Linked DNA regions of Mus musculus: region 2 is linked to region 1. Evidence: chromatin contacts called from public promoter capture Hi-C data. All regions are on one chromosome and are shown on one strand. The core of a region is the stretch at or near the end of the contact, and the rest is flanking DNA. Distances in the headings are between cores, read along the strand shown.

Evidence for each region. Promoter capture Hi-C pulls out the DNA fragments that hold promoters and counts their contacts.
Region 2: a contact with region 1 is called in a promoter capture Hi-C map of hematopoietic stem and progenitor cells. A contact is called at or near these places in 16 of 39 promoter capture datasets (the C10 cell line, the HPC-7 cell line, the SN4741 cell line and 10 more).

Annotation. Positions count from the first base shown.
Region 1 is chr19:34,251,088-34,256,927 of GRCm38.p6, reverse strand. It overlaps Acta2 (actin, alpha 2, smooth muscle, aorta), which reads left to right and starts at 1,555. Exons shown (of 9, transcript NM_007392.3): 1 at 1,555-1,638; 2 at 4,352-4,503; 3 at 5,070-5,198. The coding sequence starts at 4,375. It overlaps Gm31355 (a long non-coding RNA gene), which reads left to right. Exons shown (of 4, transcript XR_386664.1): 4 at 142-292.
Region 2 is chr19:34,796,252-34,801,858 of GRCm38.p6, reverse strand. It overlaps Gm22082 (a small nuclear RNA gene), which reads right to left; the gene lies at 5,521-5,607. Among named protein-coding and RNA genes, the nearest start is that of Gm22082, 2.9 kb to the right of the region's middle.

The DNA.
Region 1 (5,840 bases), core at 306-2,805:
TTTCTAATTCTTAAAAAACAAAAACAAAACAAGAAAACTTAAACCTTATTCATGTATTAATATTCTGATTACTGAAAAAGACAACCACTATAAACAAAAAAAGTTATAATATTATCAAAGCTCTTTTCTTGTCTTTTAAAGGAATTGCCAGCTCGTGAAGTGACCAAGACAACACTCTAACACTCCTGAAGCAAGACATCAACACAGAGATCCGTGCCTGGGACTAAAGTAAAAACCAAAACCAAAACCAAAGCAAAACATGGAATTTTGCTTTACACGATGCCTATGATAAGGACCCATTGGATTAATCATAAATGTCCTACTCTGTCTTATACTATGCGATCTCTGTATTTGAGCAGACAATGTATTTCTTAGTCGATAGAAACCAGATACAGAGTAGAAAACTCTTGAGCAACACAAAGAAACCACATCATTGTTTAGCAACTATTAGATTCTCCTAAGAGTCACCAGTGTAATTTCTCAAAGAAAACTATGCATGCGCTCAGGTGGACACCATAAAACAAGTGCATGAGCCGTGGGAGCGTGAGTGGACAGCTGCTGCCATTCACCCTGGGGTTTCCCTAACATGTGCACAGTTCAGAAGCACTCCCAGAATCCATCCAAAATATCTCTATCGTGAATGGAATCAGAACCTTGGCTTGCAGGAGGAAAGTACAGAAATGTAAAGTCACTGACTGTCCATCAAAGCCAACGATCTGATGCCTTTGAAGAATGATAGGGTCACTTGAGGTCACTTGATCTCTGTTTCTGTCCAGTGGGCTCATAGTCATGGAGGAGAGTGAGCAGGCTTCATTTCAACATTTCAAATTTCTTTTACAAAGTTTTTTTTTTTTATTTTTTTATGACAGGGTGACTGGTGATCTCTGTGGGCAAAGGATGGTCCTTAATCATGCTGTTAAGGGTCAGTAAAAAGCCAGCAACATGCGGAATGTTAAGGGTTAAAGCAGTTACAGTGATTCTGACTTCTAAGTTACTCTTTGGGCAACACAGGCTGGTTAATCCTCACTACATACTTCAGTTCCTGGTTTCATTACTACAACACAAAGACACAATGTATAAGTACAATGTAGCTTCCATAAAAACATGACTCCTCTGCATATTTATGGGTGACTCGAAGCATCTTTTGATCTAGGCTACCTTTTGCAACAGTGTTGCTTAAAAATCGCAGCTAGTCAGAGACAGGCCCTTCCTTATCCAAGTCCTCAGCTAATGGCCCAAAAGACTAGCCAGACAGGGGCTGGCATCTTCTGAGGAATGTGCAAACCGTGCCTGCGTCTGTCCCATGACACTAGCCCAGTGTCTGGGCATTTGAGCAGTTGTTCTGAGGGCTTAGGATGTTTATCCCCATAAGCAGCTGAGCTGCCTCCTGTTTCGGGAGCAGAACAGAGGAATGCAGTGGAAGAGACCCAGGCCTCTGGCCACCCAGATTAGAGAGTTTTGTGCTGAGGTCCCTATATGGTTGTGTTAGAGTGAACGGCCAGCTTCAGCCCGTCTTTGCTCCTTGTTTGGGAAGCGAGTGGGAGGGGATCAGAGCAAGGGGCTATATAACCCTTCAGCGTTCAGCCTCCCGGGACACCACCCACCCAGAGTGGAGAAGCCCAGCCAGTCGCTGTCAGGGTAAGTAGCCCCAGCCCAGGGATATGACTTCGAGTTTTCCCAGGCTCTTTTATCATCCAATGTAGCCAGACATTGTCTGTGGGAATCTGAATGACTCACGTGTTTTGAATTTTTGAATAAAGATTTATACTGTTAAAATGATTGTAGCTTTTTAGCTTGCATGATTTTACATCCGAATAGGGCTGATTTACTGGAAACAACGCTTGATTTACTGGAAAAGGAAATGGATAGAAAATTAAAGTTTGTTCATGTGTGTCATCTGCAAAACCTGTTTACACTAAACCAACTGCTCTGATCCCGCAGCGTACTGTAGGGGTGGAGTCTAGCTGTATGTGGTAAATTATACGTTTGTTTCTACTTAGGCAAAAGTTGGAAACTTTTGGATGTATCATGATGTAGCATGAGGTATTTAGTGCAGCTGAGGTAACTGGAAGTGAATATCAGGAATGAACTGAGGTAGTTGCCTGCTCTCTGATGTTGGCTGAGTGGACGCATTGCTTCTGGGTTTCCGGGGCTCTAAGAGCTGGTGTCCTATGCTGGAAATGTGTATCTTGTGAGTGTGTTGGTGCCCTTACAAGTCAGACCTATGCCATTGGTCATTTGCAGCATAGCATAGCTTTTCTACTTTCTGCAAAGAAAGGAGGAAGTGTCTCATCCAGGGGAGATCTGATTTGCATTTCTCTGCCTCACGTGTCCCTCAGCCGCTTAAGTATCTGTGGAACCAGCCTTGCCACCCCACATTGTAACTCAGGGCTCGGTAGCTTCATCAGGGAATGGAGTTTTCTCGATAAGATTTTCCTCCTGTTTTGTGATTCATGACTAAATATGGTTTGCATTTGAGACTCATAAGCTGGGAAGGGTACTGTCCTTTCCTCCCCTCCCCCCTCCCCCCAACAATTCATTTTTGGCACCAGATGAGCTCCACTGGGCTGCACCAAACTCCCCGCCCCGGTGCAGTTCCAAAAGCAGAGGCTGGAGCCCAGTGTGTTTTACCTAATTAGGAAATGCTCCCCGCTTCAAACCGAGCTGCTCATTCAGGTTAGATAAGAGTTGCAAACCACAGCGGCTGCGTCCTCTGGAAACACACAGACTTCTTCTCCAGTGACAACGCTCCTTTCAGAGCTTAATAAGACAATTTTTTCCTGGATATTTTTGATGAAATAGAAATACATCTTTACGGAATTTGACAGTATTTTTTCCTGCATTTTTTTAAAAACCAGGTAGCTTATTTTTCTGAATATACTAAGGCACAACCTTAAGCCATCCTGCCCAACAAAAAGTTTATGTGGGTTATCCTTCCCCATTTTCAGAGGGTATCCTAATTCCAAGTGGCTTATCCCATTTGCAGCCCTGGTGCTAAGTATGGAAAACAGGCTTAGTGGACACACAGACTCTCTGCTGGTCCTTTGGTGGTTTCTGCCTCTGCCAGTCACCTGGCTTCTGTGCCTCCTTGTGGTTTGAAACTTTCTTCTGAGTCCTTATCATCCACTGGAAAGGAAGCTAAGTATAATTCAGAGTCTGAAAGGAAAGGCATAGTGGAAAGAGGAAAGAGCAAACTGCTGAAGAAACCCATTTTCCCATTCTTGCAAGGGGAACACATTGAAGATTTCACTCTGATCTTGAGGACAGGGTTGAAAGAAAACCAAGATCGCAAACAGAATCTTTGGGTAGGGATAATAGTTACTTGATGATATCCACGTGCAATGCTTGTACAACACTCTGGATGTCCTTTGAAGCTCTCAAAAATCCAAGCTTAAATGTCAATTCCTTAAATTGTTGTTAAAACAACCCTAAGGGGTATATACTCAGTTAATCAAGCTTAGAAGAAGATACCAGAGCTCAGGGAAGAAAAAAAATCTACAAAAGCTGATGCTTGCCACTTCAAAAGAATCCTAGTAAACATTTTGGACAGAATAAGTAAGCTTTGGGGGTAGAGGAACAACTCACATTTTATTAAGGTCATATTCTGTCTCTTTCTGTAACTTATTAGTCTTAAACAAGAATAGCTCTCAGCAACCTGTTGGGTTTTCAGCTTAACAGTGACTTTAATAAATGAAGAAATGTTATAACTCGTAAAATTTCAAACACCATATTTGGAAATTTCTATCCAAGTTTCCATATTAGACCAGCTCCTTAACTTGTGATCCTCCTGCCTCAGCCTCCCAAGTGCTAGGATCATAGGTGTACATCATCACACCCAGCCTTGATTCATATTTAATACCTCACCGGCTCACAAGTCTTTAGAGCCAAAAGTTTTCTCTTTTAAACATTTAATATGAGTAAACATTTTAACATTTTCAAATTCTCACATGCTGCCCATTCCTTGAAAATCTACCTTTGGTGGGGGGGGGGGGGACTATATATATATGTCCCTATAGAACTCTGCTCTCTACACTGCATCTCTCATCTGTGCTCTGTGATCTATTCACACACTAATGCTCTGACCAGCTTGAGAGTGTTATAAGAGCCTGTGACACTCCCGCTCTTTGTGCTGAGGACTTGTGGTGTTAACCTGGAAGTCAGGGTTTCGGATCATCAAAGGCTTTACAGCCTAGTGAAAGCATTTCAAGATAAAGGGTGTTAGTTGAGAACTGTGGAGAGCCTCCAGCTAAAATAACACAACAGGACCAAGAACCCTGTCTGTGGGTGGGAGTGACTAGGCTCTAGCCAAATGCTCTGCGCTACAGTAGCTTCTCGCTCGCTGTCTCTGCAGAACCCTGAGACGCTGCTCCAGCTATGTGTGAAGAGGAAGACAGCACAGCCCTGGTGTGCGACAATGGCTCTGGGCTCTGTAAGGCCGGCTTCGCTGGTGATGATGCTCCCAGGGCTGTTTTCCCATCCATCGTGGGACGTCCCAGACATCAGGTGAGCCATAATTCACATTGAACGCGGAGAGGACAAGACTTTAGGCTAGATCCCTCTGTGTCTACATGTATCCCACAACTGTGTATTGCTTTCTACCCAGAGTTTACAAAACCTCATGAAAAACATATCTGTGATAGTCTGGGATATAACCTAGTGGTTCAAGGTGCACACACACACACACACGCACACACACACACACACACACACATACACATCACATCACACACATCACACTGGTGATAATTAATACTGAGGAATAAATGCCAATTTTAAGTATCAGGCAGAAAGATTACATGATCACAGCCACTGTGGTCATTTTTCTCACTAGAGTGGCAGCAGCAGCTGTGGTTGTTATAAACTGTCCCTATGTACACCATTACCACTTTGGGGGAAGAAACTAAGACAAAAGAAAGCCCTGGCTGGCTACTCACCCTCATAGAGTTTGATCTTAGATGAAAGGAATCACTCTTATTAAATGTAACTTTATATTGTGTCAGCTGTTACAGAAGTCATCAATTCACACGTTTCGGGAAAGCACTGACTTGTGGTATGTTGAATCATTCTAGGGAGTAATGGTTGGAATGGGCCAAAAAGACAGCTATGTGGGGGATGAAGCCCAGAGCAAGAGAGGGATCCTGACGCTGAAGTATCCGATAGAACACGGCATCATCACCAACTGGGACGACATGGAAAAGGTACCACCCCAGGGAATCAGAGCTGTGCACTGCAGCCTGGCAAGGCTGCAGAACACAGCTAGCTATCCTTGCTCAAGTGCCTTGCTATTGCTAGTTGTTAATATTTAACTTGGATGGCTACGGTAAAATTGGTATTTATAAACTGCTTGTTGGGAGACAGTTCTATAGTTGAGAGAGCCCTTTGTTACTGAAGGATAGAGTCTCTCTTCAAGCCCACTGGACTGACCTCTGTCAGCACAAGCTGTCCAGAGGTAGGAATCTGGGAAGACCTAGCCAGCCCATTCTTGAGAGTTGTTTATTATTATTATTATTATTTATTTCCCATGAGCAGTTTTCTTAATGTTCACAACTGAAAAGAGATCGCTATGTATTTGATACATTCCCAAATGCCTGTGAACATATTCAAGTGCAATTGTGACTAAGTCTTTAAACGAATACTCTTAAATTCTCTTTCTCTTCCACAATAAGACCCTTCTTCCCAGACCATTGTGGAAGAGTCAGTGGGGGAAAAAAAGAGTCAAATCAAAGGATTGATTATGAAGCTTGTTTTTAGGCATTTTAGAAACACTAGAGATAGGAAAAGAAAGCAAAGAACCAATTAGAAACTGACATGTTTGGTTTTTTTTTTGTTGTTGTTGTTTT
Region 2 (5,607 bases), core at 514-3,013, 540 kb before region 1:
AGATGGTTTGTTCATTTCCTTCTCCTGACTGATTGTGTTTTCCTGTAATTCTTTAAGAGATTTTTGTGTTTCCTCTTTAAGGGCTTCTAGCTGTTTACCTGTGTTTTCCTGTATTTCTTTAAGGGAGTTATTTATGTCCTTCTTATCACCATCATGAGAAGTGATTTTAGACCTGAATCTTGCTATTCCGGTGTGATGGTGTATCCAGGACTTGCTATGGTAGGAGAATTGGGTTCTGATGATGCCAAGTAACCTTGGTTTCTGTTGCTTATGTTCTTATGCTTGCCTCCTGCCATCTGATTATCTCTAGTGCTACCTGCCCTTGGTATATCTGACTGGAGCCTGTCCTTCCTGTGATCCTGGTTGTGTCAGAACTCTTCAGAGTTCAGCTGTCTCTGTGATCCTGTGATTCTGGGATCCTGAGATCGTGGGTGTGTCAGAGCTCCTGGGAGTCAGTTTGCCCCTGGACCCTGAGATCCTGGTGTGACCAAGCTCCTGGGATCCTGGGATCCTGGGCTTGTTAGAGTGCCTGGGAGTGGAGCTTTTCCTGGGAGTTGTGAGACTGGCTGCAGAGTTCACACCTAAGGTCTGCTCAGACCGGAAGGAACCTGTACCACTGGTCGGGTGGAATTCCTGGGTGCCTGGGTCCTGCTGGTCCCAATTACTTCCAGTGTTGGGGCAGGTGTTGTGTCCTTCTCATCTCTGATCCTATGATCCTGGGAGTGTTAGACCACCTGGGAGTGGATCTTCCTCTGGGTATTGTGGGACTTGCTACGGAGTTCACAACTTAGGTCTGCTCAGGGCACTGGCCCAGACCAGAAGGAGGAGTCTGCAGCCCAACTAACCCAACAATAGGCAGCTGTGAATGGGAAATCCAAGGATCTAGTAGTTGCTCAGTCCCATGAGGCTAGGCATTTCATCCGTATAAGCTGTAATTCTGAAGAAGTAGGTTCCTCCAGCTGTGCTGGCAAGAAAGAGCAAACAGGAGAAGAGTCAGATGTATAATTTATACTAGAACTAGTTTACTCAAAGCATGTACACACACACACACACACACACACACACACACACACACACACATCTATATAGGTGGTTCTGTACTGCCTGTTCTAGGAATGGCAATCATGTCTTTGTTTCAAAAGTTGTTTATAACCATCTTGCAACCCTACTTTTGTTTAAAAGGTTGTATGACCACCTATGATTACAGCTTTTTGAAACAAAGACATGCTTGCCATTCCTGAAATGTGAAGTACAGAATCATTTGTAGTTATGGTTACAGGCATAGCCCAATTCTTCAAAACCATAAGTTTATGCATAAATAGGAATAAACCCAGCTTGTCTTTACTGTAAGATGACTTTTAAGCCTAAGTTGGAGGCAGGCTGGTTCTTCACTGGCTTTGAGTTTAGAGTTGTGCCTGTCTCTGCCTCCCTTGGGCTGACATTAAAGGTGTATACCACCACACCTGATGAAGGGCATGTTTTCAAATGTAATAGCTGAATAGTTACTTAAACAGCACATTATTTTGACTATAAGATGGGAGTGGTTTTGTATTAAATTCTGTAAGTTCATGGGCTGAAATTAGATAAGTCAACACCCTCATGAATTTTAAGTTCAGCACTCTTAGACATCCTCCTTTGGGGTTCGATTACTATTTATATTAGATTCTAAATTCTAAAATGAGCAGTCATTCTCCTGACGTCTGCTTGAGTTCTGACAGCAAGCAGCTAAGTTCGAAATGTTTAGACAGGCAGAAGGAAATGGGGAAGTGAGTCAATTATCTATCTACAGCTCCCTGCCCCCCACGCCTGCACACACACACACACACACACACACACACACACACACACACACACACACAGAGAGAGAGAGAGAGAGAGAGAGAGAGAGAGAGAGAGAGAGAGTTTTTGAAAACAGCAGAGCAAATAGATGGTTGTCTACAACAGCTAAGTTCTGTTTCCTCTGCCCAGAATGTGTAAGTAATTGTGCGGTCCTTTGTGTACTTTAGCCTGTGTTTTGAACTTCACATTTGACTACATTGGCTCCAAACAGTCCTTTGTGCTCATGAAATAAACATGAGGATTGTCTTGGCCAAGTCCAGCTGTGAGGATCCACATCCATCGTCAAGCTTGAGCTCAGATGATTTTAAGGATAATTTTATCTGTGGTTATTTAGTGATCATCAGTAGAGACATCATAATAATATGACTTTACATAAACATTGAAATTAATCTTTTTAAAAGGGAACATGGCATTAAGATTTGAAACTGGGAGGGGGATGCATGTTCCCAGGGCTTGGATGAGGCACAGAGTATATTAAGAGCAACTGTACCATCGAGTTACACAGCCAGCTCCCCAGATTTGTATGTGTGCTCATGTGTACACAGATGTGCATGCACAGGAGCGGGGTGGTCAGTAAGGAGTGAGACAGACATCAGGCATCTTCCTCAATTGCTCTTTACCATACCTTTTGAGACAGGTCTCCTTTTGGGCTGGAACTTGCCTAATTAGTTTAGGAAGGCTAGCCAGAATGTCTTAAGGATCTTCCTATTTCTGCACACACACACACACACACACACACACACACACACACACACACACACAGACACATACACAGACACACACTCACACACCCTCCAGCTCTGGGATTATAGTGGCATAGTGCCTCATCCAGCTTTTCATGTGTGTGATGGGGACTCGAACTCAGGTCTTCATGCTTATGTGACAAACATTTTATGGACTGAGCAAACTCCTTAATCAATATCTGTCTTGTTAAAAGTTCCAGACTTTGTATAGTTTGGGAATGCCACAGAAATCCTAAATATGTTGCCATGCAAACTCGATGATATAGTTTTTTTTCTTTTGTTTTTTTAATTAGGTATTTATTTTATTTACATTTCCAATGCTATCCCAAAAGTTCCCTACCCGCTCCCCCACCCACCCACTCCCACTTCTTGGCCCTGGCGTTCCCCTGTAGTGAGGCAGATAAAGTTTGCACAACCAATGGGCCTCTCTTTCCACTGATGGCCAACTAGGCCATCTTCTGATACATATGCAGCTAGAGACACGAGCTCCGGGGGGTACGGGGTAGTTCATATTGTTGTTCCACCTATAGAGTTGCAGATCCCTTTAGCTCCTTGGTTACTTTCTCTAGCTCCTCCATTGGTGACCCTGTGATCCATCCAATAGCTGACTGTGAGCATCCACTTCTGTGTTTGCTAGGCCCCGGCATAGTCTCACAAGAGACAGCTCTATCTGGGTCCTTTCAGCAAAATCTTGCTAGTGTATGCAATGGTGTCAGCGTTTGGAGGCTGATTATGGGATGGATTCCCAGATATTGCAGTCTCTAGATGGTCCATCCTTTCATCTCAGCTCCAAATTGTGTCTCTGTAATTCCTTCCATGGGTGTTTTGTTCCCAATCCCTCCATAGTGTTAATCATCAAATAACCGCTACATATATATAAGTGTCAGCATTTGCTGATTGGCCCAGTCTTGCTAAACATATTGAAAATGATAAATGTTTCACACTTCAACTTAGGAGAAGCAGATTTTTATCACCAAGGGGTAAGTTGCAAAACCATGCTAACGGCTTCTGCCAAAGAAGAGCTGTCAAGTAAGAGTAGGGAAACTATGCTCATCCGAGTTTTCTAATGTTCAAATTTTGTAAATAAAAGTTGAGGCAGATGTTTGCAGCCAACCATTGGACTGAACGCAGGGTCCCCGATGGAGGAGTTGGAGAAGGTACTGAAGGTGCTGAGGAGGTTTGCAGCCCCATGGGATGGGGGAGCAACAATGTCAACCCACCAGCCACTCCCCACCCCGGGAGCTCCTGGGGACTGGACCACTAAGCAAAGAGTACATATGGAGAGGGACCCATGGCTCTGACTGTGTATGTGTTGTTGGACATCAGTGGGAGGAGTAGCCCTTGGTCCTTAGGGGGTTCGATGCCCCATTGTAGGGAAATGACAGGGTGGGAAGTGGGTAGGTGGGTGGAGGAGTACCCTCATAGAGGCAGGGGGAGTGGGAATGGGATGGGAGGTCCTGGAGGGGAGACCTGGAAAGGGAAAAACATTTGAAATGTAAATAAAGAAAATATCCAATAAAAGAAAAAAAGAATGAATGTACATCAATAAGAAAATCATTAGCTTACATGATATGATCTGAGTAATCTAACAAGAGTTGTCTTCACACTGGAAACCTGGTAAGTGCTCAGCTCTGAATGCTCAGCTCTGAATGCCTCAGCCATCCCCATAAAAAATAAAGTAAAAGTTGAAAAGCCCTGCGGAGAGTGTCAGCAAGGGAAGAAGGTTTCTGCATTCAACTCTTATGGGTTCTGACCTAGCACTGGATGGAGTGGTCCAGCTTGGATCAGATATGACCTTCAATGTCTCTTCCACTCTAGGAAAGTATGTGCTTGTCAAACTGCCTCAAATATTTATATTTATGCCCATGGACGAGTGCCGCTGTTAGCTTTGATTAGAGTAGCTTCTTTTTCCAGTGGGAGCTAGCCACAGCAGAGATTCACAACTGCTCCAAGTCCTGAGAATACGTGACTGTTGAATGCTTAGGACAGACACTATCACCCTCTTCCAAGGCTAAGGGAACTGGGGATATTGCAGAAGAGGGAATAGAAAAAAATTGAGAAGACCTAGGAAAGAGAGGTATCATGTGGAAGGCTGTCTTTAAGACGTGACAGGCTATGGCCATCTAACTTTGAACTCATAGCAACTGTGATGCATAAAATATCTTCACAGAATCAGACTCTTCAGTAGTCGGTCATGGATGGGCAGGGGCTCACAAAGCTGTACTGCTCTCTGAGAAATGATATGCGCTGAATTGTTGCCAGAGAGGAGGGGTCCTTTAACTGTTCCTTCCACTTGCCACCTTAAGCATTTGGCTCTTCATGATTACTGATGAAGAGGGAGAGATTTTCTTCAGTGGTGTGGTCACTGATGTTATCCATGTGTCTGTAAAATTCTCCCCCTCCATGTCCACCTCCTCCTAAGTGGCATGAAAGGAGAAGAGGGAGCTTTGGAAGAGAAAATGAAACAAGAAGAGTAGGAAGGGGACAACAGAGCATAGTCAGGTGTAAATATAATCAAAATACGTTTTATATATCCATGAAAAATGTCATAATGAAACCCATTGTTGTGCATAATTCATATATGTTAATAAGTAATCAAGAGACCTCAAGCAGCCTTCTGGAATGTTAGGTTTTTGGGAAGATGACATGGTTCAGTGGGTAAAGTGCTTGCTGCCACACAGATGATCAATCCCTGGGAGCCACGTGATAGAATGGGAGAGATGAGTTCTATTAAGTTTTCCTCTGACCTCCACACGGGTGTTGAGGCACACAAGCTCCTGCTATCCAAAATAAGTAAACATAATCTTTAAAAAATATTTTTAAAAAATTAAAATTTCTAGAGATCTTCTTCGATCCTCCAGAAGGGAGGTATGCATACAGAAACCATATCTCAACATGTACATGTCACTTCCGTAACTTCTTTTTATTGTTTATCAGGGGAGAGTGAGTGAGAGCGCAGTCCTCCGAGATTGATCAGGGATTGTGTAGTTGAGCTCATCATGTTTGGGTAAATCATAGGGGCAGT